Linked DNA regions of Xenopus tropicalis: region 2 is linked to region 1. The links are chromatin contacts, called in public Hi-C maps. All regions are on one chromosome and are shown on one strand. The core of a region is the stretch at or near the end of the contact, and the rest is flanking DNA. Distances in the headings are between cores, read along the strand shown. Region 1 has its middle 150 kb from the start of gata2. Region 2 has its middle 57 kb from the start of gata2.

Evidence for each region. Hi-C and Micro-C count contacts between places; a contact is called where the count stands out from the background.
Region 2: a Hi-C map of gastrula embryo shows a contact between it and region 1, with 2.1 times the contacts expected there. The contact joins two enhancer-like sites. A contact is called at or near these places in 2 of 5 Hi-C or Micro-C datasets (gastrula embryo and neurula embryo).

Annotation. Positions count from the first base shown.
Region 1 is chr4:135,260,518-135,265,714 of UCB_Xtro_10.0, forward strand. No RefSeq gene overlaps it. Among named protein-coding and RNA genes, the nearest start is that of gata2, 150 kb to the right of the region's middle. Within about 2 kb of position 3,069, at least 2 of the 11 cell types and tissues checked have an H3K27ac peak or open chromatin away from gene starts, as enhancers often do. A contact at or near this core is called in gastrula embryo, where this site is marked.
Region 2 is chr4:135,356,285-135,361,481 of UCB_Xtro_10.0, forward strand. No RefSeq gene overlaps it. Among named protein-coding and RNA genes, the nearest start is that of gata2, 57 kb to the right of the region's middle. Within about 2 kb of position 2,892, at least 4 of the 11 cell types and tissues checked have an H3K27ac peak or open chromatin away from gene starts, as enhancers often do. A contact at or near this core is called in gastrula embryo, where this site is marked.

The sequences.
Region 1 (5,197 bases), core at 1,819-4,318:
TACACACACAGAGGGGATTTTGGTGCAAAAACACAAAAGTATGCTTTTTCGCACCAAAACCTGCTTTGTGTGTGCACACACAGGCCATGCCCTTAGGGTCCTCTACTCTGATTGGCTAGAATACAGATGAAAACAGTACTTGGATTTTTGTGCCAGTCCTTTGTAAGAGGGAACATACTGTGCCGATGCGGGGAGTTCTGGAGAATGGCACCTGGAGGGGATTCTGGGCTATTAGGCCTGGAAGGGCAGCATTAAAAACATTGGAGCTAAGCTGAGTTTCAGTGCAAAATACCTATATATCATAAGAAAGTGTCAGTGTAACTATAAAAACAGGAAACATTGTTCTTGGAGGTGATGACATTTTGTGACTCATTCTCTGTTGAGGGAATAAACTTTAATATCACAGACAATCTAGATTAAGAATGATATGAATGATGAACTATCTCTGTGCTGTGTACCTAACAATAATACTCAATTTCAAAGTTTATCCATATTACAGAGGAAAACGAGGCCTGGAGGTTAAAACGCAGAGGGGCAGGATATCATTTTAGGTAATACTGCCAGAGTTTTCCCAGTGGTCAGTAGAACGGAGCCGCTATGCTTTGATGATTGTCTTCAAAACCTAACATTAAGCCAGCTACCCAGGTGAAGCTAAGAAAGTAGATCCCTTCGCTGCTTCCTCTCAGTTCAGTCAATTTGGCTTCCAAGACCTTTTCACCTTTAGATATATCAATCGTTAAATCAGTAAAGGGCACTCAGGGCAGCCTGTCCGACCAATATCTGGCCAAAAGTCAACCAAATATCTATTGGGCAGGTTTAAAAATCACATTAGGAGAGGACCGCATCAATGTCCTCATCTAATGGGTCCCTGTAGGAACCAATCATTGGCCCCCTGGCCAACAAATGGATCAGTCTGATTTCGCCTCATATTTGGGTGGCCAAATTGGGCAAAGAACTGGAAAGAGGGCAAAGAGGTCATCAAACAAGCAGATCTTTACATGTCTAGCCAGGTTTAGATAGGGTTGTTAACTGAGCATTCCATCATTTTTCTTAATTACTTGACCACTGGAGGTCACTGTTTAATTAGACTCTGTAGGTATGGTTACTTTGTCAAACCAATCATGGTTGTCCCCACTTGTCACCCTACTACTTTTTAATCTTTACCCAATGGTCACTCATTTAAAATAGCTTACTAATGTTTTACATTGTCAGGCCCGGACTGGCAATCTGTGGGTTCAGGCAAATGCCAGAGGGGCTGCTGTAAGATGCCATACACACTCACTATTTATTGGGCTGGGGGGGCTGTTTGGTCCTCTGTGTACTTGGAATGCCAGGGTCTATTTTAGATCCCCTGAACATTCAACACTTCTGAGCCTTACATAAGTATTGGTCATCTGCATATATGGACTTTTTTCTATGGACCTTCAATATTATTTATAAAGTGACCACAAATAACTGGGCCTATTACTGATCCTGTGAAACTCCATTTTTGCAAGTACAGGTATGGGATACCTTATCCGGAAACCCGTTATCCAGAAAGCTCCGAATTACGGAAAGCCTGTCTCCCATAGACTCCATTATAATCAAATAAGTGAGAATTTTAAAACTGATTTCCTTTTTCTCTGTAATAATAAAACAGTATCTTGTACTTGATCCCAACTAAGGTATAAATAATCCTCATTGGATGCAAAATAATCCTATTGGGTTTAAATAATGTTTTATTCATTTTTTAGTAGACTTAAGGTATGGAGATCCAAATTACGGAAAGACCCCTTATCCGGGAATACCCTTGGTCCCGAGCATTCTGGATAACGGGTCCTATACCTGAACCTGCACTTTGCCATATACAGTCTAGATCTTTTCCTCTAGTCCCCTAAATGTCCCAGTCTGTTAGGTGGAACAGTATCAGATGCAGAATCAATAGATATCTTATCAACAGCTGTGCCCTGATTTCATTTGCTACTTTGCTCCTCATAGATGCTAATTACATTTGTTTGACACAACCAATCCTTCAAATATGATGTTGATTCTCTGTAATCAATTTATTGTCTATAACTTATTCATGAAGAGCATTTTCTTAATCACTTTGAATGTTTCCTAACTACTGATGTAAGCTTTACTGGTCTATAGTAGCTTGGCTTTATTTATGACTAGTTTATTTATGACTAGAAAAGAGATTTACTCAAACATACCCTTTTTTTGCCTTTTTCTGTCGGCTGTAGCAGTAGTGTAAACAACCCAAAAATAATGAAGGCTGGAAAATATGCAGATGTTAAGTAGCTCATAGAGAAAACATGGTTGTTGATGGATTCGGTGTTACTTGACATTCTTATTACAATAGGTCAAAGCCCTTGGGATCCAGCATTGTGCTTTCCTTTAGGTATTTTAGGCTGAGAAATAAGTTGGGTGAATGACAGGAAATAAGTTGTAAGCTACGTTCTAAACTAACGAATGTACCAGGGAAAAGCTAGGAAACGCTGATACACCTAAATGTACTTTCCAATCAAGATATTTAGCTTATTCATGAAAATAATGAAAAGAGAAAATGGCCATTTCTCCCGTCGATAGAGCTTTCTGTGATATTTATCAGTGTTCTCACTGGCATCATTTCAGCAAAAGAATTTTGGAGCACAAACCTACGGAGATCCATTCTAGCCAACAGGCTCCTCAGTGTTTGTTGGAAATAAAACCTTTGTTAGTGCACTTACGTGAGGGATCTCAAGGTGCTGTTTAAAGTCTATGGGAACCGTGCTCATTTCTTGAAAAATGTTCTTGGATGTTTTCAATGTGAGAAAATGTAAGCCCCAAATTATAGCTACTCGAAAATGAAATAAAGGTGCTAAACATTTTGTGACATTTCTTTCTGGATTTGGAGTCTGTGCTCAAATTTGGTTGGGCAATTTCTGCTCATGCTGTCCAACAGGTATGAGTCTGAGACTACTGTAACCTTGATATTGCTGCTCCTCCGGCCTTACATTACATTTCTTACTCCAGTTAAGTGTTCTGTGAGTGCCTTAATTGTGCTTCACTGTGTTCTTTTGTTTGCTGACCCAGCATCTCGCCTGCTCCCCTAGTACGGCCTGCCCAAACTAAAAAGACACGTGCTAATGCACCTTCTCACATGGTTTGAACAAATTGAGCAATACTTTCTATCAATGTTACTCAAGGGCTCATTTACGTCCACAGATGCGGTTGGAAACTTGTGCTTTTCCCCCTCATTGAGTTGCATCTAAAACCACTTCATTAAAGGTACTTGCTTCCAAATGTGCTCTGTGTACTTCTGTATAGTTGCTTTCAGTGCGTATTGGTCCTTCTTGCCTTCCGTTCCAAACTGAGCTCACTGTGCTATGCGAACCCTAGAGCTACCACTACCCAGTTGCTCCAGGGTTCCCTCAGTGCCCTGCCTCAATTGCTGCAATACAGTTGTACCTCAGGCATCACTCACATTCTGAACTACACCCGATTTGCAACAAAGTGGACATGCAGTTGCATCTATTTTGACGAATTGGATGCAGTTGCACCAGGCACAATGCAGTTGACTTTTTGAAACAACCAATGTATTGTGGGAAAAAAACATGGCAATTGTGTCCGATATTGCACTTTGCTCACTACGCCAGGGTAATTGAATGTGCCCTTTTATTTGACAGATTGTGACAGGGCAAAAGTAAAAAAAGAAAGTTTTACAAAATGGAGACAATGAATTATGTTACATATATACTAGCACTATGGGTAGAGTACTATAATTTACTGAAGAGTTGAATTAATTGTTTTCAGACTTTTTGGGTTCAGGCTCTATTTGACTTAATTACTGTTCTGAGGTGGGGGGGGGAGCAGCCCAAATGAATTGAACAATACAAAGATGGCTATACACAAAGGAATGGCCCATTGTAAGTTACCTGTTCATTTAAACCATAGGCCAATTGACTGGACCACAGCATGATTCAGTCCATGTATGATCACCTTTAGACAGATAGATATTCTTTCTTCGATGTAGTTTTACCTGTCCCACAATAAAGGAGAACCCCCATTTCCTGAGATGAGAGCACAAATAGTTTTTTTTATCTATAAACACTGACTGTGATTTTTTTTGGAAAAAACATTTAGGGGCTGATTTACTAATCCACGAATCCGAATCCCGAATGGGAAAAAATCGGAATGGAAACGAACATTTTGCGACTTTTTCGTATTTTTTGCGATTTTTTTCGTCACTGTCGCGACTTTTCCGTAGCCGTTATGACTTGCGCGAATCGTCTACTTTTTCATAGCCATTACAAATTTCGGGAATTGTCGCAACTTTTTCATAGCCATTATGACTTTCGTGAATTGTCGCGACTTTTTCATAGCCATTATGACTTTAGCGAATTGCCGCAACTTTTTTGTATTGAGCTCGAAAAATTTGCGACAATTCACAAAAAAGTCGCAAAACACCGATCATTGCGAAAAAAACACATTCGGACACTTTTCGGACGTTCGGGGATTAGTAAATGTGCCCCTTAGAGTATATATCCATATGATAAATTGTAAAAATGTACTATTTAAATATAGAATAAATGTAGAATTTTTTATTGGTGCATTTGCCAAATAGTAAAGCAATCATTTCAGCAATGGAGAAACTGCAGCTGGAGGGTGGTAGAAGCATAACATAGTACAGTCTCTTGCCACAAGAACTTACTATAACTGCACAGTTTGATTAAATGATTAAAACACTAAACAGCCAAGGAGAGAACAGGATCTTTAGCTTTAGCATATTAACCTCTTTAGTAGTGGAAATTGAATCTGAAATTGCATTTTGATTTTCTGGTACTGGTTGGAAACAAGTAGGTTTGTAAGTTGTGTGACAAGTCGTGATGAATTGTACCTGAGGGAATCCCGCCTCTCTTATAATCCGATTAGCACTGCTCAATTGTCATCTGTCAGCCTGTTTCCATTCTAAAGGCTACTTTGCAATCAAATTATGGATGGAGGGGGACAAGGTGATTTACGTACTGCTGAAAACTTCAAATTAGCTTTATCCTAAAAGCATTTGTTTCTTGAAAGCCCCAATTTGAAAAATGTCCTTTTTTTTATGTTACGGCTGTGAATGGTTATCTCTGATTTCCATGTTAGTAAAATAACAAGATATTATACAGCAAGATATAGTTATATATATTTACATTTAAATATAAAGATATATTGTTAAAGAAATTTATCTAAAAAA
Region 2 (5,197 bases), core at 1,642-4,141, 96 kb after region 1:
GTTCGCTACATCCCTAGCAGGGGAGACGTATGCAGGCACAGGAAGGACATACAAACTCTATACAGATAGTTTCCCCGTTGGAACCAAACCTGTGTCCTAAGCACTGAAGCTACCAATCCACAATAATATTGAAAAGGAAAATGTGCATATTGCATCTTCTGCCTATCTTCTCTAGCTAAAGTACAGGTATAGGACCTATTATCCAGAATCCTCTGGACCTGGGGCTTTCTCCAGGTAAGAGGTCTCTTGAATTAAAAGGTTGGGATTGTATTGACTGAATATTCTTTTACATGTGCTACAGGTATGGGATTTATAATCTGGAATGATTGAGACCTGGGGAACAAGGATTTTTTTTTTTTTTTCCATAATTTGGATCACTTTACCTTGTGTACGAAAAAGATCTAAACATTAAATAAAATATATAGGATTGTTTTCACACCAATACAGATTTATGCTACAATCAAGTACAGGATATGGGACCTGTTATCCAGAATGCTTGGGACCTGGGGTTCGCTGGATAAGGGATATTTCGTAATTTGGATCACTACTTTAGGCCCATGATGGCACATTTTAGATCCCTGTAGTTCTTCTAGAGAGAAATGACCAAGATGATGCTCAGATATCTCTGGGTTTGAAAATCCCATTGGACAAGGATGTTGGCATTGGTACATTAATGTGGCCCTTGTCTGACTCCAGACCATCAGTAACATCAGTAAACTCTTATATATGCAGACAGCAAATAGCTTGCAGCTGGCACTGGCATTTCAATTTCTGTAACTGACTGTAAAATTTGTGTATATACCAAAATGTATTGACAACACTCAAAACATTTTTAATTATTTGATTAAAATGAACTCTCTAGCAGACAGCCTTCCTGTAATTCTAAGCTTTCTGGATAACAGGTTTCTGTATAATTGATCCCATACCTGTATATAGAAATCTATAATGTTTGCCATTTTCCTTATTGATTTATTGTCATTTGCAGACACATGGCATTGTTGTGGGTGATTAGGAGTATACACTACCACTCTTTTGGGTGTCACACCTTGAATCTTGTCTATGCTAATCCCCCTCATTACTTCAATACCTTAAACAAACAACAATCTGTCCCCTCAGATACCGGGAGTGAAAGGTAGAGACGTGAAGCCTGAGCCATCCAGGTACATTAACACCTTAATTATAATTAGGATAAAAACAAGACGACTGGCGCAGCCTGTATGTCACTGTGCAATACACTTAGCTCTGAGTGACTGCAGAATTGCATTCATTTCAGCCCATTAGCTCATACTCAAGCTTTAATCTGTTTTCAATTTAACACCAATATTGTTGAATATACATTGTGTTGCCTTTTACTCTGGGCCCTAAAGTTCTTTCAGGCACATTTGAGGCAGAAACTTTCCTGCTAGAAAAAATGTAATTTTTTAAATTCCTCTTTATTTAATTTTTTAATTGTAAAGGTCCCCATACATGGGCTGATTTTAGCTGCCGATATCGGTCCCTTAGACCAATTCGGCAGCTTATCGGCCCATGTATGGGCACTACCCATGAGCCTGCCCGACGGATATCTGGCCTGAAATCGGCCAGATGTCGATTGGGCAGGTTAAAAAATCTAGTCGGATCTTTGCCTATACCCATCGTTATAATTCGATGATTTGGCCCCAGGGTGACATCGCCAAGCGAGCGGATCTAAAGGTGTACGGGGACCTTAAGGAAGGTTAACACGCTTGGAGTTGTACAAGGGATAAGGTGAGGGGGTAAATGTGAATAAAACATTATCAGGTAAGATTGCCAACATTGTGCTGCCCTGATTTTACATCCCTACGTACAATAATAGAACTTTGTCACATAGGGTATATATTGAGTATATTTTTAATTGTTCCCAGATTACTAAATAGAATTGTACCTTATCTTCTAGCAATGTTGACAGGTAAATCATATTCTGGGCTCAGGTCAACCTAAACTAAGGCCTTGTTTAAAGGGCTGGGCATCTCCAAGTTAACTTTTAGTATTTAATAGAATGGCCAGTTCTCAGTAACTTTTCAGTTGGTTTTCATTTTTTAATTTTCCTAGTATTTTTTATTTCTTTTTCTGACTTTTTCTAAGCTTTTAAATAGGGGCTACTCACCCTGGCAGCCAAAAAAGAAATTGCTTTTTGAGTCTACAATGTTATTGTTATTTTTTTATTACTTATCTACCTATTCAGGCCTCTCCTATTCATATACCAGTCTCTCATCTGGTTACTAGGGCAATTTAGACCATAGCAACCAGACAGGCGCTGGAATTCCAAACTGGAAAGCTACTGAACAAAAAGCTAAATAATGAAAAACAAAATCACTCTGTACATCTCTACATCATAGCAAAAGTAAATTTTAAGGTGAACAGCCCCTTTAATTCAATGTTGATAACTGATGAACACATCATTTATATATCCAGTCCACAGGCATCAATAGGAAAGCATGCACCCCAGTCCTATAATCTGCTTGTTTTATTGTAAAGAAATGGATACAATTAGATTCAAGTAGGGCTCAAATCCTTTATAACATGTCTTCCAATACCCTGGAGCAACAACAGTCATCCAGTTGTCCATGTCTGGGATTCAAAATAGGCCTAGGCATTTCAAATACAGAGAGGCCCAAACAGCCCCCACCAGCCCAATAAATAGTGACTGTCTATGACATCTTACAGCGGCCCCTTAGAACCCATAGATTGCCAGTCCGGGCTTGCAGTTGCCCCATACCAAACGAGAAGCAGTAAGCAACAGTGGCACCAGTTTTGCTGTTTCTTTTCTGGAGAAAATAGCAGTGATAACATTCTGACATGTCCTGCTGTGACATTAGCTGGTGCTATATATCGTGTGGAACACTGGGAAATCTGTATTCTTCATTATCTGGAGTCACAAATCACTCCTCGTCTACCCTATGCTGACACTACCAGTTCTTTCTCTGCAGCTTTATTGTCATAATGTGTTTTTAATTATTGACCAATGACCCTTGTTTGTAGCTACAAAGGTTTTCAACTACACCTAAGAACATGTATTTATTAGGTCTTCAATTAGGTGAATAACAAACAAATGCCCAAGGGCCAGGCACACCCATTTTTCAGGCTACACAGAGACAGACATTTTTGTAGTAAAATATACCCAATACTGATGAAACTTCTACAAACCAGTTGTACTTTGCATCTAAATGTGTATGAAACCTTTTTTATGGTTTGATGTTATTTGTATTTGTATAGATTCTTGCACTTGTTGCCCACCCAGTCAGCTCTAGAAGTCACCCTATACTTGCAGTCACTTTGATAGATCTTAGGAACAGTTCTTGTCTTTCTGGATCTGCAGCACTTATATGAAGGTTAGGATAATTACACATAAGACAAGTTGCATTTTTTTCTTGGAAATATGATACAGCAGGAATTGTCTTTGAGATAATCCGATGAGAAATGCTGTGGTGGTGGCGCTTTCAGAAAATTGTCTGTTACTATTAACAAAGAGTTATGTATTCATGCTCTATTCATGCCCATTGTTTGTAAACTCAACTGTCTTTCTTCCCTGAGACTTTTATTGGCATCATTGTTATAAGTCCAAACTCTACAAACACGTCTGGGCACAAATGGTCACATAAGACCAATGTCCTTTTTGTGGATAGTATTAATGCAATAAAACAGTGGAAAGGTCAGTAAAGTAAGGGCAATAGCAGAATGGCAGATTAGTCGCCTGCGGATTAATCTCAGCTATTGTGGGCAACTACCCTGAAGTGCAGGAAACGTTGTGTTTCAGGGAGATTAGTTGCCTGCAGTAGCCAAGATTTAACCGCTGGATGACTAATCTCCCTGTGTGCCGTTGCTCCAGTGTCCAGTGACTGGCCCACCAGGAAAAAACCCCAGTGGGCCTAGGTGTCAGTGGGCCCTCCTGCTCCTGACAATTTGACCTGGTTATTCCCTATTTCTGAATGGGAACAAAAAGGAGAAATAGATTGAAGAATAGATGCTAGCATGTACAGTAAATAAAAGAGACTAGGAGAATAAAGGTTGGGTGAAGAAAGGAGAAAAAATAGTTTGGAGACTAGTTATACAGTCTTAGGTTTTCTGGTGGGCCCCTGGGGTCCCAGTCTGACACTGCATAGCTCTAAAGGTGGCCATACACAGGCTGATAAAAGTGGCTGACAGACAGACAGCTTTTTGGCCAATGTATGGGATGCTCAGACAGGCCTACCTGACCAATATCTGGCTGAAAATTGGGTTTACAAATCCAATTCGGATGATAAGCGCTCCAATAGCCTACATCCCACAAATGTGATTTAACCATCTGGCCCTCCGGCAAAATGACCAGATCAATCCAATACCGCCTGCCTCAAGATTGGCATATCATATTAGTCATGTATATGTACATATGCAGGCCCAGACTGGCAATCTGTGGGTTCAGGCAAATGCCAGGGGGGCTGCTGTAAGACGCCATAGACAGTCACTATTAATTGGGCTGGTGGGGCTGTTTGGGCCTCTCTGTTCTTTAAATGCCAGGGTTCTTTAAAAGCCCAGTCTAGACCTTTTTGTATGTGTACATATCTATATGGGATTGATTGTATGTATATGTATGTATGTATGTTTAAGTGCCATGTGGTATGAGACACAGTAGGAAGGAGGTCCCTGCCCCGTAGAGCTTACAATCTAAGTATATGTTGACTATTGTCTTTATTCAACCTAAGTAAACTTACTATTGTCAGTGTAAAGTGTAAGGTATATGTAATTGTACATTGCGATTCCCACTGACTATATATATATATAGAGAGAGAGAGATAAGGATTAACTTTGCAGTTATTTTATGTATTCTTTCTGAGCACCAAGGGGTTAATCGTTAAGGTATTTACGTCTTTAATTTGTTGGTTCAGCCTGTCTTCTTATAATACGCAGCAATCTGGAAAACATTATTTTGCATAAAAGCCGAGCAGGGAGAAAGGATTTTTCAGCGAGACCCATGGGAACGCTCTCAATATAACAATTATAGCAAAGTAGGGCTTTTTTATATGCAGACGAGGATTCCCCTTTGATCTAGCATTTCTATACACATATGCTGCGCAGTGCCCTGGATGGTAATTATCCACTTCACATGTTCAATGACAATATTATGGAATGTGGCAACACATTGTTTAGCCGTGCTGGTCTCTGTTACAAGAAGTTAACGTGATTAGAGTCTCGTTCCAGC